Regions from separate parts of the Sus scrofa genome. Here regions 2, 3 and 4 are each linked to region 1. Evidence: chromatin contacts called from public HiChIP or PLAC-seq data. All regions are on one chromosome and are shown on one strand. The core of a region is the stretch at or near the end of the contact, and the rest is flanking DNA. Distances in the headings are between cores, read along the strand shown. Region 1 holds the start of SQSTM1 (sequestosome-1). Region 2 holds the start of CBY3 (protein chibby homolog 3). Region 3 holds the start of CANX (calnexin). Region 4 holds the start of HNRNPH1 (heterogeneous nuclear ribonucleoprotein H).

Region 1 (2,700 bases), core at 186-2,685:
CCACATCTGTGGCTAGGTTCCTGCTGTGATTCCACAAGCAAGTCAGCAAACTAGCCAAACCCAATCTACCTTCCCCATGGTCTCTGGGTTTCCCATTCCCTTAAGGTTTTTTGTTTGTTTGTTTGTTTTTGTCTTTTTAGGACTGCACCTGAGGCATATGGAGATTCCCAAGCTAGGGGTCGAATCAGAGCCGTAGCCGCTGGCCTCCACCACAGCCGCAGCAACCCAGGATCTGAGGCTAGTCTGCAATTTACACCATAGCTCAGGGCAACACCAGATTGTTAACCCACTGAGCAAGGCCAGGGATCAAACCTGCGTCCTCATGATGCTAGTCAGATTTGTTTCCGCTGAGCCACGATGGGAACTCCCATCCCTTTAAGTTTTACTGACTTCCACAAACCCCACCATGAAAAAAGTGAGTGTGACTCAGCAGGTCTGACTTTCTACCTACAGAGCCCTACTTGGGAGGATTCATAGGGTGACATACCCGCCTGCTTACCTTCTTCTAAGGCACCTCCTCCCCCAACAACCCCCTTCCCCTAGGCACTTTGAACAGGTCACTTCGGTTACATAAAAGAGTGTTTCTTGGCTCCTGGGGGTGGGGTAGGGTGGGGGCTGTTGATGTAATCCCTGGGCTGCCCATGAGGCCAACAGACCTGAGATCTTTCAGGCCATTGGGCACCATTTGCTGAGCTGAACCTTGAGCTGACAAGTGGGGATGGATGGGGAGTACCGATGGGGAGTCCTTAGGGCTTCAGTGAACATTTGGTGGCCACTGAGGCTCCAGGAAGCCTTAGCAGACCCCCCAGCAAGGTGGGGATGGGAAGATCCTGTGCTCTTCTGGCATCTCTCAACCCTACCCCCTATTAAACTGGAAGCTCCTCTGGTGCTCAGGTTTGAGTTGAGTGTCTGTGCTTTAACCCAGTAAAGGGCCATTAGGGGGGATGCTGGGGGCGGCGTAGTGGGCTGCCACCTGAGAAACTGGTGGCAAGAGCGGGCCCTTGACAAGAGTGGCAAGGTCAAGACAGCGCCTCGGGAGCCAATTTGTTGTAGCTAGCAGTGTCAGCAGTGTCCCCTCTTCCTGGCTTCCAGCCTCTGTTGCCCACCTCCCTCCTGAGCTGTGCATCCCCGGTGGCCTGGGTTCCGTTTTGCTGAGTCACGGCCTGGTCAGGCCTGGGAGGGGTCTAGGGCGGGACCCTGGCCGGTCCCTTGCCCCAGGTATAGAGGTAGGCGCCAGACTTAGATGTCAGCGTGCGGGGCCGGCCTCTTGGTGTCCCTGGTGCACTTGGGGCGGTGAGGAGAGGGGTCGGGAATGAGGGGGCTCAACGGCGGGGAGAGGTAGCGAGGCTGGGGCTCCTGTAGGGCGGCTCTCGCGCGACGGCCGGGGTGGCTGGAGCCAGACCTCTGACACTCAGGCCCCGCCCCCAGGAAGCGATGAGGGGCGGGGCTTCACCCGCGTTCCCTACAAAGGCCGCGCGTCCCCTCCCGCTGCCGCCGCCGCCGCCGCTACCACCGCCGGGCTCTTCTCTTGCTCCCCAACTGGTGGTCATGGCGTCGCTCACCGTGAAGGCCTACCTTCTGGGCAAGGAGGATGCGGCCCGCGAGATTCGCCGCTTCAGCTTCTGTTTCAGCCCGGAGCCCGAGGCGGAAGCCGAGGCCGCGGCTGGCCCCGGACCTTGCGAGCGGCTGTTGAGCCGGGTGGCCGCCCTGTTCCCCGTGCTACGGCCCGGCGGCTTCCAGGCGCACTACCGCGGTGAGCAGGCCGGGCGCTCTCGGGGAGCGGTGCGGGGCCGTGACGCAGTGCTGCCCTGCCGGGCAGGGTCGCTGCTCCCTTCCTTCTCGTGGGGCTTGGGGCCGCCTGCGGGAGTTTGATCGCTCGTTGGGTGGGCGGTGGCCCGCGTGGGTTCCCATTTCGGCCTTGGGTGCCATTCTGGTAGCCAGGAGTGGTGACCACAGCCAGACCTGTGGGGTCAGGCGCTGCCAGTCCCCTAGCGGATCGGGCCCGGCGACGTAAGAGGCCTCCCCTCCCCCCACCATGATGGTGCAGATCTTGGGGAGGGCGCGCGGGGGCGTCCTCACGGCGGGCACGGGGTGGTTAGAGGGGCACTCGGGTTACACTGCCACTTGGCTACTGCCCAGCTGGGGCCCGCTAGCCCCAGATGGGGGGTTCGGATAGTAACCCGGAAGAGCCTGGGCGGGCAGATGAGGGGGAAGGGCTGGCTACGCAGAAAAGTGACGAGGGTAAATAAGCAGTGGGGAGCCCTCAGGGCTGCACAGTCTGGCCGGAGGTGGGGAGGAGAGACCATAGGTTGCCCAAGGCCAGGCGGGATCCAGACGTTATCCCGTTGGCAGCGGACAGAGGGACAAGGTGAAAACATTCTCGAGAAGTGTTGGTGTAGGGACAGAGCTCACGAGCCTGCCTAGTTTCTAGCTGAGCTGGCGTGACCGGTGGCTGCGCGGGGTGGAGTTGGGGGAGGTTGTTGTGACTGGGAGGGAGGCGGGCGGACCAGGCCCGCCGGTGGGTGGGGCCGTGCCGGGACCTCCCTCAGGACTGCTGCCAGCTCGCCAGCCCCTAGCTTTTTCAAAAAAATAACTTTGAGTTCCTGTTCACATACTGTAGTTTAAAGTGTTGAGTTTTTAGTATATTCACAGATTTGCGCAGCCATTATCACAATCATCTGGGAACATTTTCATCACTTT
Region 2 (2,700 bases), core at 46-2,545, 170 kb before region 1:
CCTCGTCGGGCGCGCGGATGCCTGGAGCGGAGCCGCTGAGGACGCGGACGATCCGGGCTGCGCCCTTGCCTCTGGAGCCCCGATGTCCAGAATGATGAAGGCGAACCAGGGCCACTGCTAGGGAGCAAGAGTCCGGGTGAGCAGCCTGCTCCAACAGGCTGCCCCTCAAACCCGGAGGCCCTTAGGGTGGGAGTAACCAACTGCTGGCCACTGAGGAGTCCATCCCTGAAACTACCTTCCCCAAAAAACACTCTGTGTCAGGCCTTGAGGATAGATAGGCAGATGTAGGACCAGAGTTCTGGAGTCTGAGTGGTTGGTGGCTGCTGAAAGGGGTTATGGGCCAGGAAGGGGGGAATGATAGCAGAAACAAATACGTACTTAAAAGAGGTGCGGGAATTTGACAGGCAGAGTCCCTAGGCAGATCAAAGAGGTAGACATGGCTAGCACCTTGCGCATGTGAGGAAGAGCTTGAGGTCCAGTTGGTGCAGGGTATTCAGCTGGGAATAGCAGAAGAGGAAGCTGGAAAGGGACACCAGGACACTATGTGAAGGTGCCCTACTGGAGGCTTAAAAGTTTAGACTTCCTTCTGTGGCGTAGAGGGTGCTACTGAAAGATTTTGCACAGCCAGGACTAGATCTATATTCTGAAAAGTGTCTGGTGGGACATCTAGCATATCCAACAGCATTACTGCCCTCAGTTATTCAGTCATTTTACAACCTTGCACTGGCACGTGCTCTGCGCCTGGCCCTGATCTGGGCAGAGGGTCCCAGTAAGCCTGTGCCTGCCCTCCAGATGCAGCTTGGAAAGCCAGATGTGTGTAAGCAGATCAGAGTCCCGTGCGGCCATCCTGGGGGCATATGTCATGGGCTACGTCCTATGCTTAGAGCTTGAACTAACAGGGGTTGTGCAGACCAGACATGACTTTTGTCCCAAGCAGACTACATGCTCAAGAAATCCAAAGTCCAGATAACAGATATGTCCCATTCTCCCTCTCTCCTGTACTGATTCTGTTGTGTGTGAAAGAAGACTATGTTTTCTTTTAAATTCCTCTTCTCACCGAGAGCAAAAAAGGAAGAGAACCCTCTGTCACGCCTTCATCAATTCAACACACGCTTATTCCTCACACTTAGCTGGGCAGGACTATCCCCTAGATCTGGCTCAGGGGCACATCTCTGAAAGACCACCCTTGAGGTTGCATCTTTCCAGAGGACCCTTCCCCAATAATCCTTGCATGTGGTGTCTCACCTGGAGGATGTGTTGGAGATGCTGAGCTGCTGTCCCAGGCTTGGCTCCATCTCTGAACCACTCAGTTGCTGTCTACCAGCTGTGACTCACAATGCTTCTGGGCCAGATCAGCTAAGCTATAAAATAGACCCCTAGGCCCCCCTCTTTATGCATTCAGCACACTTACTGAATGCCTACCGTGTACCAGGCACTGTTTGGGGGAGGTGATGAAGAGATTCCCTCATCGAGCTATCATTCTTGGAAGGAGAAGGTCAGAATCAGAATCTGAGATAGGAATTTATTCTAGGGGAGTGAACAATACAGTCCCTTGAAGCTAACCAAGGCTGTCATGGGTCAGATTTCCTAGAAGCGGAGCCTAGGATGAGAATTTATTTTATTTTATTTTATTTTATTTTTTGCTTTTTAGGGCCACACCTGTGGCTTACGGAAGTGCCCAGGCTAGGGGTCGATCAGAGCTGCAGCTGCTGGCCAACGCCACAGCCACAGCAACAGGGGATCCAAGCCCCGTCTGTGACCTACACCACAGTTCTGGGCAACTCTGATTGCCGACCCACTGAGCAAGGCCAGAGATCAAACCCGCATCCTCATGGATAGTAGTCGGATTGATTCCACTGTACCACAATGGGAACTCCCTAAGATGAGGATTTTTGAAGGATTTACTTGGATGTGTTCTGGGGAGAAGAAGGGAAGGAGGACAGGGCATGGAAAAAAGCAAAACCTAACCAAGAATGTGGCCGTGGATTCTGGTTCGATCCCTGGCCTCGCTCAGTGGGTTAAGGATCCTGTGTTGCTGTGAGCTGTGGTGTAGGTGGCAGACCTGACTCAGATCCCACGTTTCTGTGGCTGTGGCTTAGGCCAGTGGCTGCAACTCTGATTGGACCCCTATAGCCTGGGAACCTCCATATGCCAAGGGTGGGACCCTAAAAAGAAAAAATAAACAACAAAACCTAGGAGTATAATGGCTGGATCATATGTTGGTGTGTTTACCTTTTTTTTTTTTTTGTCCGAGCTGCGTCTGCAACCTACACCACAGCTCATGGCAACGCCAGATCCTTAACCCACTGAGCAAGGGCAGGGACCGAACCCACAACCTCATGGTTCCTAGTTGAATTCGTTGACCACTGCGCCACGACAGGAACTCCGGTGTGTTTACCTTTTTATGGTGCTGCCAAGCTTTTTTCAAAATGGTTGTACCACAGCCCCACCAGCAGTGAAAGAGTTTCTATTCCTGTTTCCTCCACATACTTGCCAATACTTAGTATGTTCACCCTTTTTGGTTCTAGTCATTCTAGGGAGTGTATCTAAATTGCGGTTTTAATTTCATTCCTCTATTGGCTAATGATGTTGAGTGTCTTTTCATGTGCTCATTTGTTATCCTCACTGCTGAAGTTGTTCATGTCTTCTGCCCTTTTTTAAAAAAACTGGATTTTTTTTTAGTATAAAGACTTATTTAAT
Region 3 (2,709 bases), core at 166-2,665, 150 kb before region 1:
TTCCCAGGCTAGGGGTTGAATCAGAGCTGCAGCTGCTGGCCTACACCACCGCCACAGCAACATGGGATTGCAGATGTGATAAATTCATTTGAGTAATAAGAAAAATGAAAAAAACAAAAACAACAACAACAAAAAAACCCATGGGATTGCAGCCACATTTGTGACCTACGCCTAAGCTTAGGATGGATCCTTAACCCACTGAGCAAGGCCAGGGATTGAATCCGCATCCTCACAGACACTATGTTAGGTTCTTAATTCACTAAGCCACAATAGTAACTCCTGGAGGATCTTATTCATGAAATCCGTACTGTTGGAAAATGCTTCAAAGAAGCAAACAACATCCTGTGGCCCTTCAAACTATCTTCTCCTGAAGGGCCCAGATAAATAGATCTAACAGGCTTATTAAATGGATGAACTGAGTTGTCTATGTGATTATTTTTGTAATCTGGGTCAGTAAATAAAGTGACTTCAAATTGTGAAAAAAACAAACACAAAATTCATTCTTCAGAGATTTGGCCTCAGCTTCCTTTTAAGAACATTGTGCTTTAACGGAAAAAAAATCTCTAACAAGATCCTTAGTAGGATCTACAGTCCTGCTCTGTCTCAGGCCCAGAAAACTGAAGATGTGCTAAAAGTTAGTTACAAAATCTGTGGTGTGTTTGAAAATTTTCCATTGCACCATCTTTTTCTCACTCACTGCTGTTAAGTGTGATTGTGCCCTTTTTGTCTTATCTTGCTTTTGGAAACATCACAAATTGAAAGTTGAAGTAACGCTGGATTATAGTATTCTGGGCTATATTTTGACGTTGGGTGATAAGGCGGCCTCAGACTGCTGGGCCCAGAGCAATGACTCTGCAGGAACGGTGGCGCCTGGTGTACAGCGACTCCAGGACAGGCCAAGGGAGCCGTGACTGATTCCATCATATCTGCGCACTCGCTGCACTGGAAACCAGGTCCTTCCCGATGGCTCAATGGACCTCCCACCCATCCTGCCAGCTTCCATTTGCTCTCTCATCGAAGGGAATGAGATGCCAGACCCCGAGGCCCGGGTCCAGGCACCTGAACGGTCGAAACCATAGAAATTAGGATGCAGTGCCGGGCAGCGCGCCCACTAAGGCACCAGAACAACCAGCGCGGGAACGCCTGCCTGGCCAGTCCCGCCCCACGACGCGCGCGCGCGCGCGCGCGCCCCCGCCGATCCCGATGCCGCCGTACACCGCCTCCTTCCATACTGCCCAACCAACAGCCACTTCCTGCCTCACTCCTAACCAATCCCCACACTCCACGAAGAATAGCCCTAGGGGGCGTATGGGAAGGTGCATAGAGCGATGGCCACAATAACCAATTGAATTCAGGATCTTGCGCGAGAGGGCGGGACTTGGCGCTGGTGGTAGCTACTGAGGAGACAGGGGCGGACGCAGGGCCGGGCTTCGTGCGGTGGGGCTCGCTCGCGCGGCGGCTGCAGGAGTCGAGGCCTCTTGGTTCTGCGGCACGTGACGGTCAGGCTCCCTCAGCCGCTGTCTCCACTGCAGCGTGGGGCCAGGTGTGCGGGCGGGAGGAGGCGCGGGCACCACCGGCGGTCCTCCTGAGGCTTGAGGTGAGACAGGGGCCTGCCCGTGTCTTCGGGCCTGTGAGGACCCTCGGGGGCCTGGGTGCGCGGCCTGGCGGCGGAGGTCTCGAGAAGCCGGGCGTGGCCGGGGCTGAGGGGTCCGGCTGAGTTTCGATGGCTCAGGCCCTGGTGGACCCGCCAGACGGGATGGGTTAGGCCTGAACCTGGGCCGCTTGAGTTGCGGAGCCAGGCCCAGGCCGCGCCGCCGGGGTTGGGAGGCGTGGCAGGTGTCCTAGAGCCTTTCTTGACCTCTGGGAAAGCTAACTTCTCTTCATGGTTCTGCTTCTAGGGCTTTCTTATACCTATTGCTGACTGCCTGGGAAGCTGTGAGGTGGGGTAGAGTAACCGGGTAAAGGTCTGGAATAGGATCGGGCCTTGTTGGTACTCTTAGTAGTGGGGAAAGGTGATAATAGGACAGAGAGAGGATATTTAGAATTAGCATTACAGATCTAAAATTTGAAAATTAAAACCGCAAAGTGAAGACTGGACTGTAGCAGCCTGAAGAGTATGGAGAATGTGCTAGAACACGCACTGGTTAAAAAACTTAAGTCCTAACATTTACATCTATTTGGAGATTGGGGGAGTAAGTAATCTCGTCGTAAATTCAGTGGGCTTTTAAAAGCAGGAAAGCACCCAAAAGCTCTCCGTGGGCAGGTCGTTTTATAGTGAAGGAAACTGAGGCCCAGAGCTCAGAAATGATCGGCCCAAGGTCATGCGATTAGTTTTATGATCACGTTGGAATTACAGTTGAAAGCTAGGCAGTTTGTGTGTAGTGGTTAAGACTAAGGCCCTTGTTCAGGTCCTTCATCAGCCATTTGTTGCTATGTGAACCTGGGCAGTTCACTTCGTTTCAGATAATGGATGTAATACCTGATAGAGTTGTTGTTACCATTAAGACGTGTGTAAGAAAGAGCAGGAAAGTTAGATGTACATTTTTAACTGCTTGATAAATGACTGCAGTAAATTATTATGGTGAATGCTGTTGATCCACTACACTAACATCCTAATTAGCTAAGTCCTATTTTCCAGGACCTGAAGTCACATTTATGGAAATAGGAGGAAGAAACTGGACCTAGTGGTTTGACTGCTGATTGAGGGAA
Region 4 (2,700 bases), core at 150-2,649, 200 kb before region 1:
TGCCGCCCCGCCGCGGCGCCTTAATAAAGGCCGAGGCCGTGCGGACTTCCCGACCCCACATACTCCAACGCCAAACACCCCCTTGGCCAGCGGTCGGGCCCCCGAAGCCGCTCTGTGCACCAGGTACCGGTGCCCCAAGCCAAAGGGGAACCCGGCCTAACGCCAGCGTGGAAGCAAGGAAATGGCGGCGACCGCTTCCGCTCCGCCTCCTCCGACATCTCACACAATAGAGTCAGCGCGGCCTGCAGGCCTCAGCGGCCCTGCCAAGACTCGGCGAACCATTCCTCGCTCCCAACGGCAGGCCGCACCTTGCTAAAGCCTCCCAGGTTCCACAGACTCCTGGGGGTAAACAATCCTCGTAAAAATGGCATCCTTGGAGTCCGCTTCGCGGTAAACACGGAGCAACAAACACTCACCTACACGAACAACTTCGGCGTGGCTGAGAAGAAATGGCCAGCGGGCGCCTGCGCAACCTAAATAAGGCGCTTAGAACAATCTCTGCGCACGCGCAGTCAGGTGGCCGCACCGCCCCGTTGCGTCACACAGAGCTTGGGCGCATGCGTAATTTTACGTTCCAGCCCATCTCCAGGCAGCAAGTTATTAAACGCTGGCGTTTTAGGCTCAGCCCCTCCCACCTCCTTAAACCCGCGGGGCTTTTATGCGCCTGCGCCTTCCCGCGATTATTGCGAGCTTTAGCGGTTTAATTTAGTTTCACGCGCATGCGTCTTCCTTCAAACCGTTCTCTGATCTTACCCGCCAGAAGGGGGGAGGGGAATGGCGGCTGTCAGGTCCTTTATAGGAACTGTACTGTGTACTAGCCTCTGGGTTGTGATGAGGTGCCGCTTAGCCCATTATCTACAGTCCTGGACGACCTGAAGTTACAGGCGCTCCCCGCCCTTGTGCAGCCTATACACCTTTTCTTCCTAGAGCCAGCCCGTGGCAAACAGCGCTGCGGGACTGCGTGCTTCCCGCGCCCGAAGATATCCCGGCGGCGCCGGGAGCGAGTCCTGGGCCTTCCTGCCGCCACTGTTCCTTACCTGTCGTCGTTGGGCCTGGGGCCCCATGCAGAGTCCCTGTGCCCGTGCCTCAGTCTCGTACTCCGCTTTTGCCCTAACGAACTCGCGCTTTGTGACCCCCAGCTGCCCCGCCCCAAGACCTGCGGGCCCTGAACGCCCCGGGCATTAGCACGAGAGGCGGGCGCGGGCATTAGCACGAGAGGCGGGCGCCGTACGCCGAGTCCCGCTGCGCGTCGTGAGTACAGGTTGAGCAGCCAGTGCGCGTTGCTCCGCTTTCTGGAGCGGGTTCCCGCTTGATTTTCCCAAGGCTAAGTAGGAACCGTTTTGTCCATCCCTAGATGGAGACACTCGCCCTGGCGAGACTCCAGGGTCATCTCGTGTGCGCACAGAACTGGAGGCTGGTGATGCTCGTGATTTCCAGTAGCACTGCAGGAATTGGGACCTTGCTCATAGGCTCTCAGTGCTCCCTTTGTCTGATCCTGCCTATCCTCCCCACCTCCAGCCTGGTGGACACAAGCAATAAACACGGAGTACCACAGCAAAGACCTCTCTGAGTGCCACTACTCAGAGATGCAAGAAAGCATGTTTTCGCCCCTGCGATGGTCTGGAGGCCGTATCCAGTTTTAATAGGTTTGAGAAAACTGGAGAGGACATCAGTGGAATAGAGGGAGAAGATGATCCAAGGTCCCAGAAGTAGGCAGGGGCCAATCCTGCCAGGCCATTTAGGCCTTGGCAAAAGTGATAATTACAAGCACAAGAAAAGGTTCTGGCAGGTCTTCAGCAGGGCGCAAGAAGAGCTGTTCGAAAAGAAAAACTCTGCTGCTGGGTGTAAAGGGGACACAGATGGAACAAGCACGGTGAATGCAACTGCCTGCCCTCAATTGCACACGGAGCTAGAGGAAATAGAGGGCATTTTGGCTAAAGTCACTAAGATGGGATTCCCAAATTGTCTAGATCAAAGGTCTATTTCTGAGTGATTCAAAAGCAAGGAGAGGAGTTCCCATCCTGGCTCAGCGGAAAAAAATTCGACTAGTATCCATGCAAACGAAGGTTCAATCCCTGGCCTCGCTCAGTGGGTTAAGGATCTGGCATTGCTGTGAGCTGGGGTGTAGGTTGAAGACCCGACTGGGACCTGGCATAGGATGGTGGCTGCAGCTCAGATTCAACCCCTGGGAACCTCCATATGCCGCAGGTACAGCCCTTAAAAAAAAAAAAAAAGGCAAGGAGAACAGTTTTTGCTCTTGGCCACTGTCTCTCCAAAACATCACAAGACTGTCTTAAGGTTTCCTAACAGGTTACATCATTTGAGAGCTTTGGTCTTATTAAATGACCTAAGAACACTAGTTTCTGGTTAGGTGAAGGAAAAAGCCTGACCCCCTCAAATCATGTCTTTACCTTTCAACAACCTGGCTACATGTCTAAGATGTTTATTTTCCCTAAAGTTTTCTGGGATTTTTTTTCACAGTAAGTAAATGTGATGTGTAATCATCACAGAAAGATAAGATCATTTCCTTGGATAGATTTCTAGAAGTAAACTAGGAAGGACCTAAATATTTTTAGGGCCTACCCTAAATTAAAGGTTTGACAACCCCTCTCAGGGGCAGGTGAGGGTTCCATATCCTTTTGCTTTGCTGACACTGAAAATTCCCTTTCTTTTATCCTCTGCCAATATTTTTATTTTTTG

The links. HiChIP or PLAC-seq counts read pairs in DNA pulled down with a chosen protein or histone mark.
Region 2: a contact with region 1 is called in an H3K27ac HiChIP or PLAC-seq map of alveolar macrophages. The contact joins the promoter of CBY3 here to the promoter of SQSTM1 in region 1. A contact is called at or near these places in 1 of 5 promoter capture datasets (liver), 1 of 47 Hi-C or Micro-C datasets (embryonic fibroblasts) and 2 of 2 datasets of contacts at active chromatin or transcription factors (alveolar macrophages and skeletal muscle).
Region 3: an H3K27ac HiChIP or PLAC-seq map of alveolar macrophages shows a contact between it and region 1. The contact joins the promoter of CANX here to the promoter of SQSTM1 in region 1. A contact is called at or near these places in 2 of 47 Hi-C or Micro-C datasets (embryonic fibroblasts and heart right ventricle) and 1 of 2 datasets of contacts at active chromatin or transcription factors (alveolar macrophages).
Region 4: a contact with region 1 is called in an H3K27ac HiChIP or PLAC-seq map of alveolar macrophages. The contact joins the promoter of HNRNPH1 here to the promoter of SQSTM1 in region 1. A contact is called at or near these places in 1 of 5 promoter capture datasets (liver), 3 of 47 Hi-C or Micro-C datasets (embryonic fibroblasts, heart right ventricle and skeletal muscle) and 2 of 2 datasets of contacts at active chromatin or transcription factors (alveolar macrophages and skeletal muscle).

Annotation. Positions count from the first base shown.
Region 1 is chr2:78,762,733-78,765,432 of Sscrofa11.1, reverse strand. SQSTM1 (sequestosome-1) reads left to right here and starts at 1,435. Exons shown (of 8, transcript XM_003123639.4): 1 at 1,435-1,753. The coding sequence starts at 1,435.
Region 2 is chr2:78,932,447-78,935,146 of Sscrofa11.1, reverse strand. It overlaps CBY3 (protein chibby homolog 3), which reads right to left and starts at 1,295. Exons shown (of 4, transcript XM_021085148.1): 1 at 1,246-1,295; 2 at 448-519; 3 at 36-252; 4 at 1-34. The coding sequence starts at 1,295.
Region 3 is chr2:78,914,534-78,917,242 of Sscrofa11.1, reverse strand. CANX (calnexin) reads left to right here and starts at 1,415. Exons shown (of 15, transcript NM_001243210.1): 1 at 1,415-1,597.
Region 4 is chr2:78,960,155-78,962,854 of Sscrofa11.1, reverse strand. HNRNPH1 (heterogeneous nuclear ribonucleoprotein H) reads right to left here and starts at 1,399. Exons shown (of 14, transcript XM_021084330.1): 1 at 1,038-1,399.